2 separate regions of the Rattus norvegicus genome follow, and region 1 is linked to region 2. A link is a contact called in public Hi-C data. All regions are on one chromosome and are shown on one strand. Each heading gives the region's core, a stretch centred on a gene start, on an enhancer-like site or on the middle of the called end of the contact. The rest is flanking DNA. Distances are from core to core; before and after follow the strand shown.

Region 1 (3,538 bases), core at 353-2,852, 77 kb before region 2:
TTTTAGTGCTAAAAAAGGAAACAAAAGCTTCATTCTTTAAGAGTCAGAGGCCATCCTTTCAATGAATCAGTGCATATTTACTTTGTGCTTAGTGTGGCTCTGCTAAAATACAATGCCTCCCTAATAGTTGCATTTGTCCATTCACTCACTGTATTTTCTACCACTCAAGGATCAGTTGTGATTGTTGTGAACCAGTGGATACATAAGCATCCGCTATTTAAGATCCACTTCTGACATTCCACTATGTGCTATGCAAAGATGGGCCGTTAACACACAAAAAAGATAAACCGCTTGATGGTAAAACCTCCTCTTTTTCCTAACGTGTAAAGTCACTGTCACACATTGTCAGTGTGTGAAGACGCCAGTGGGAAATTGAAAACCCCAACAGCTGCAAACCACAAGTCTCTTTGAGTGTTGACTCCGGTTGCATGATCTGGAGTCCAATTCCCAAGGCACAAGTGAAGGCACAGTACATTGGGGAATATGGAGTTTCCCACAGCCCAGTCTCTGACACTGACTGTGTGCTCACTGGGTGAACTGGGTATGCGTGAGTACTGCTGCTGTCACTGTTACTTCTGGGGACTATCCGTAGCAAAGGCAGTTGTTATTATTCACCGGTGCTCATTTATGCATGCTCATGGGTGAACTGGTTCCAACAAAGAACCACAAGTTCACCAAACTGTTTGAGGAGGGTCTAAAGTCGATGCTCAATGCACTTTCAATGGTGTCTAACTGCCTCTGTCGGTGCCTAACTGCATATACAGAAATCAAGCACTCTTCTATAACGCACCATATGAAACACTAACAGCCCTTCTCACGCTTAAACACGTAGCCACTGTTCTTGCTCATACTGTGCTCCAGGTTCCAACCCGTGGTCCCTATGTAAAGTCATAAAGTCATTAAGATGGAGAGAAAAGTATTCCTAAGAAGGTTTTACTTAACTAACATGCAGTGGGATGAGAAACACTACCTGTAAGTGTGTAAATGCCAAAATGGAACTTTTGAAATCAGAAGACGGTCTCTTAAAAATTGTTTATGATAACTGCAATCAGACTGATAAGCACTGCTAACAAGGCCAGTGTCAAACTGCACACAGCCCTCAGAGAAGGATGAAGTCTGATGGGCTCTGCAGAAATCCCCAGTCTAATTTCAATAACTGTTTGAAAGCTGTGCGTTGCCACAACACCAGACACAAATATTTTAGTAACTGAAGATCAGTGCCAGTATCCCCATTGGCAGCCTTTTACTCAGCAAAGTTATGCAAATACACATTTCCTCCATGGGAATTTTGAAATGCTACATTCCCCTTGAAGGAGAAATTAAAGTGGACTTAAATGTTTTGCAATTTCCCCCTTTATTTAGCCCTACACCAGAACCAGTTGTTTATCACAGGTCTGAAAGAAAACAGTATTGCAAATACCACCACCACCACCAACAACAGCAGCAACTACAACAACCAAAAAAAGCCAAAAGATAGTATCAGAAATGTCATGTTTTTCACTAAAACCTCTTGATATTGACTTGTTCCTCCTATGAACCATTTTAGGGCCATGAAATCAGTTCAGCATCTTTAGCAATACCTAATAAAGACCTTTGTACTGTGTGAAACAGAAGTCTGGATTAGCTCGTGATCTAGAGGCAATGATGATGCTATCCACGACAGGCAAGTTGGTTTAGAAGCTACCAAAGACTGAACAAGATGTCTGTTGTTTCAGAAACCGTGTTTCCATTTGCACACATGTAAAGGACTCTTTACCTTAGACTTGTTGGCAATCCAGTCAGCCTTTATCCAAAGGCTTAACATGAGCAGTTCCTCAAACAATCTGTTTAGCTGAACTACAAAAGTTTGCCACTAAATCTGTCTGTTTGACAACTCATTCCATGTTATACTTAAAATAAAGTTAATACAACCCCCAGGTTGCCTTTGTTGCCTTTTTATTAGCAGGTGTCATTTCTGTGGCTTTTAAAGCCTCTTTTCATATTTATTGTTTGTGGGCACTGCGGTACTCTTGAAAGTCAGAAAACAATACAGGGGCTTCTCTCTTCCACCGCAGTTTCTGGGAATGGAACTTGGGTCCTCAAGCTTGGCAGAAGGTGTCTTTACCGCTGAGCTATTTCACTGGCCCCTGTGTGATTTGGAATAGAATAAAATTTCAGAGTGAGTAATTCAACTCTATTGATAAACAGGCTGGAGTTTAGGATCCCAAACTTAGAGCTTCACGTCACTAAAGAATTAATCAACTATTGTTTCATTTGCTACAAGTACCTGAGCAATTCCCAAGGTTTTCCACTGAGACAAAACTTCCTGGGGTAGCCTGGGGTAGCCACTAAAGATATTCAAGAGAAGCTCCCAGCTTTTGCTGTTATTGCTGGGGCCACTCCTGGCCCCTCAGCGCTTTGCAAACTTTCCCTTGTGAAATAGCTGACCAGTTTGCAGAACCTGGGGACCAGTTTTATAGCAGAGACATTAGGAATCCACAGAAGACCACCGTGGTGGCTCTGGATTCCCTCTGTCCCACCCTCCATGACAAGAAGCTGCATGCCATCTTACCCTGATGTGGGAGGAATGGCGAGGAAGGAGGGAAGAATAACCCAAATACAGGCTGCTCGGAGGGATGGGGATGCTGCAAACTTGACACGGGCCTGCATTTGACGGAAGACACTGAGTTCCTCACTGCTTAGCAAGGTGGTCATGGTGCAGGAACTGGCCGAATGCCCTAAGTGGTTCCTGGGAGAGGGCCTGGGTCACAGGTTAATAAAAAGCAGATGTTTGTTACAGGATACTTGGGTGGTAAGGACTTGGTGTAGACAATCTCACTTGCCTACTGACATATGCAGTCAGCGCTGTAGAAACTGATGGGAGTTTGGAAGACAGAACCTGGGCTCTGGCAGCCCAGACTCAGCCATCCATCTTCAAGGAGCCAACTAAAGAAGCAAGGGATAGTGAAAAAGTAAGAGAGGAAGAGTCCCTGTGATCCCCTCCGCTGCCCCAGCACATTTGGGGAGTACTGGCATGAGGCTGAGGTTTAAATAGAGACCAAGAGACTAAGGTCAGTCAGCTCCTGCCCACCACTGCCTGAGCTCCAGTCTGTACTGATAAGTGCTTGGGCAATTAGAGTTGTGTGAATCACTTCCTGGACAGGAGTTTCTCCTCTGTCTGGCATCAGAGCTGCTCCCAGTATGAGGTTCTGAGGAAATTCCAGTTTGTCTGGGACCATTGTGTTAATAGTTTGTTCACCAAAGTGGGAGATACAAGCTTCTCTCTTAAGAACGTCTTCCAATCCTGCCCTGATAGTGGCGGATGTCATACAGGAAGAGCTGCAATGGGCAGCTGAGCTTCTGGAGATGACCCACTGTTTCGTTTTGTTTGTGTTTGTGTTCGTGGTCTTTGTTTGTTTGTTTGTTTGTTTTGCTCAGCTGTGATGGGTGCGCCCTGGAGAGGCACGGCCCCAGGGCTTCGTCCCAGGGATGCTTCTGGCTACTACCTCTGCCTTCCCATGTTTGTCATTGCTGTATTCATCATATATCTGGCCTGGTG
Region 2 (3,486 bases), core at 591-3,090:
TATATCAATGCACAGTAAATGTGCAATTTATGAGCCAATTTTAACTCAATAAAGCTGTTTTAAAAAAAAAAATCTCAACACTGTGCCATCCCTTATAATTCCAGGGCTGTGGAGACAGAGGCAAGCAAGCCCTTAAGGAGCCCTTGCCATGGTAATGTGCCAGTGAGACAGTGTCCCAAACACAAGGAGGAGACTCCCCAGAACATCACACCTTTGCTCCTGGTGTTATCTAGGTCTCGACTCCAACCAGAAATCACTCCCTTCCCACCTTGTGGCCTTACTCAACCCCATTACTGATGTCAAAGCTGCACCCCTAAGTGTTCCCACACGATGAACAGAGCTTTAGCATAGAGCTTAGCATGGCAAACAGTATTTGCTAAATCTCTTCTCTCCAGTTAAAGCTGCTTTCAGGATGTGCTGAGCAAGGGCCATTAAAAGAAAGCAAGACAAGCTGTCAAATACACCTTGAATTCCAGCACTCAGGAGGCAGGAGCAGAAGGATCTCTGAGTTCAAGGTCAGCCTGTCTACAGAATTAAGTTACAGGACAGCCAGGGCTACATTGAGAAACCCTGTCTCAAAAAAAAATGAAAAAATAAAGGAAGAAGTAACAAAGGAAAAGAAAGGAAAACAAAGTTGGCTGTTTTTTTTTTTTTACTTCAAACAGCTGACACATATTAAATGCAATTTATTTTTCTGAGATTTTTGTTGTCGTCGTTGTTGTTGAAAACGGGGTTTTGCTACACTGCCACTAACCTGCAAGCTATTTGCTACTTAGCTTCCCAGAGGGCTGGGATTATAGGCCTGTTGCCAAGGTGCTGAGGGACTTGTAAAAATGAAAAGAACTGCTATGTCAATCACATTGTCAACCTACATACTTTGGAAAGCCGGTCTGTCACTTCAACCTCAGTGGAAGCCCTGATTGTTCTCCATTACACCAGAACACTGGATTTTCCACCACCCAGCAAAAACTCTAGAAGTGCTGGGATAAACGTCAATGAGTCCCCAGGTCCAGCACTGCGCACTGCAGAAATGAGTGCAAAACACACGGACTCGATAACTTCAAGTACCAGGAAGTGGGTGCTCTAGGAGATTTTGGTTCCCACTTGAACTAGCAATCCCTATTTCACTCTGACAGTTGTGCTGTAACCAAACTGTACTAGCAAATGTCCACTGCTTTTTCTTACTGACACGACAGGCCGCTTAGAGACAAAATGATTCAACTTTCTGAGTTAGAAAGCCGCCGGTGTTTACATGTGGGTATTATTCTGAAAGTGCAAATTACCTAAAAGAGATGGGATTCCTATCATCTGGACCTTTAACGACCACTCCTGTAGCTCCACCTGACCGAACAGCAAAAACCTGAGGAAAAGAGGCAACATGAATGGTCAGACTTTATAAGGACCTAGACTCAGCCTTTCAAGAATCATGTCTACCGTACCACATCCTCGATTCATCCGAACAAACAGGACATGCTTAGACGAATTTTAAGACCGCAGGCCAGACTCTGGGACTGACCGTCTGAAAGCCAGCTCGCACACTGACACCGCCCATGCACTTTCACTCGCGTCTCAGCTCTGGTACAATACACCCCGCACTCTCGGCGCCGGTGCAGAGACACTCCGGCGTCTGGGCGCCCGGCCCCCGCCGTGGCCGCCGCTCACCTGCTTGTTGGCCTCGTCGAAGAACACGCAGTTAACCGGGTTCGCCTTCTCGAACTGCACTGGCCGCTCGCACAGCTCCAGGTAGTAGTCCTCGCTGCCCATGGCTGGGACCGGCGGAGCTCGTCCGTAGAAGATGCAGTCCAAGAACCGGGTCGCCGCTGGGCCGCAGCCCTAGGCCCCGCCCCGCCCTCCACGTGACCGGGCCAGCGGCGCCTCAGTGAGCGGGGGAGGGTCCCAACACCGAAGACACGCCCCCTTGTAGGAGGGAGGAGGTCGGGTCACGTGACCCGGAAGCCTGCGGGCTGCTGGGAGGACAGCCTGGTTTCTAATTTGCTTACGGGTGGTGACATTCTGCGTCGCCTACGCCCAGGGTTCTGTTCTTGTCTGTTTAGTCGAGAGATGAGGCAGGAGGCTAACTGTAAGCGTGCAGCAAAGATCTACGAGCCAGGATTGATTTCTGTGTTCACCTCAGGACCTCCCTCACGCCAGGCAACTACATTACTCAACGGAATTCCGTGTTTAGCCCCAGAAACTGATTTTTTGAGCAGTCTGCCTTAGCCATACTGGCAAGTACTGTGATCTGCTAGGATGTTAGGGACTAGATTTCGCCCCTCCCCTAGAATTTACGTGTTGAAGTTTTAATCCCCAATATCTCAGAATGTGCTTGAAGCTTCAAAGGAAATTAAGGAAAACTGAAGGCATCAGGTAGGTCCCTAAGCCAATGGGACTGGCGCCTTTATTTAAGAGGAAATAAAGGGAGATTAGGGCATTAAATTTCCAGCCAGCCAGGTGACCATCCACAAGCCGCTAAGGCCTAGAAGAAACAGCCTTAGTCCAGGGAGATGGCTCTCAGTATGATGACCTGAGTTTGAGGAGCCTTGCCTTTCTTGTGGCGCCCCCTTCTGGCCTGACATTTATTTCTGTTTTCTGGAGGTTTGCCTGTGGAATTCATTTGCTACATGGCAAATACCTTTTTTTCACTTTCTTTTATAGATTTAAGTTTGGTAGTGCGCGTGCGTGTGTGTGTGTGTGTGTGTGTGTGTGTGTGTGTGTGTGTGTGCGCGCGCGCGCGCGCGCGCGTGTGCGCGCACGCACATGCTGGCGGGTATGTCCACACAAGTGCAGGTGAGCTTAGAAGCCAGAAGAGGGTATGCATGTTAGGCAAGCACGGTAGCACTCACCTCCAAGAACTGGAATTACGAGACTGCTCAATGACTTTTGTACCTTCTGAAAGCTTAAGTATTGGAACATGGAACAAGAGTTATCAAACTAAAACTCTAGCTTGCATTTTTTGTGAAGTCCTTTTAACTCTCAGGAAGGGGCTGGAAGAGTACCGAAGGCAGCCAAAACCTAAGGCCTCTGAAGCGAGGGCTGGACACTACCACTTTGCTCTACCAGGGCTATGCTGCTTTAAAAGTGATAAGGGAGGGGGCTGGGGATTTAGCTCAGTGGTAGAGCGCTTACCTAGGAAGCGCAAGGCCCTGGGTTCGGTCCCCAACTCGGGGGGGGGGGGGGGGGGGGGGGAAGAAAGTGATAAGGGAGGGGAGGGAAAGAAAGTGATAAGGGAGGGGAGGGGCGGAAGGTGTTTTAAAAACAAAAACAAACAGTAGGGCTCAGAGCCAACTGAGCTCCCTAGCACCAGTCTTTCTATGGCATCTAAGGGAGATTCCTACCAGGGAAGAGGTGAGCTCAGATTACTTGGGAGTGCAGCCCTCAGGCAGCAGAGCCAACTATTGGGGGCACTTGCCTACCCTGACACCCCAAGGGAGGAGGGAGCAGTTCTGTGGCTGGGTGGTTCCTTCTCTTCATTGTTTTACTCTTGGA

What was found. A called contact is a pair of places that touch in the nucleus more often than the background predicts.
Region 1: a contact with region 2 is called in a Hi-C map of liver, with 2.1 times the contacts expected there. The contact joins the enhancer-like site here to the promoter of Rmc1 in region 2. A contact is called at or near these places in 9 of 12 Hi-C or Micro-C datasets (the A7r5 cell line, Schwann cells, frontal cortex and 5 more) and 1 of 1 datasets of contacts at active chromatin or transcription factors (oligodendrocytes).

What each region holds. Positions count from the first base shown.
Region 1 is chr18:3,709,430-3,712,967 of GRCr8, reverse strand. Ankrd29 (ankyrin repeat domain 29) reads left to right here. Exons shown (of 10, transcript NM_001190372.2): 10 at 1-1,909. Among named protein-coding and RNA genes, the nearest start is that of Npc1, 11 kb to the right of the region's middle. Within about 2 kb of position 1,602, at least 6 of the 93 cell types and tissues checked have an H3K27ac peak or open chromatin away from gene starts, as enhancers often do. A contact at or near this core is called in hepatocytes and liver, where this site is marked.
Region 2 is chr18:3,632,958-3,636,443 of GRCr8, reverse strand. It overlaps Rmc1 (regulator of MON1-CCZ1), which reads right to left and starts at 1,840. Exons shown (of 20, transcript NM_001009638.1): 1 at 1,663-1,840; 2 at 1,284-1,360. The coding sequence starts at 1,764.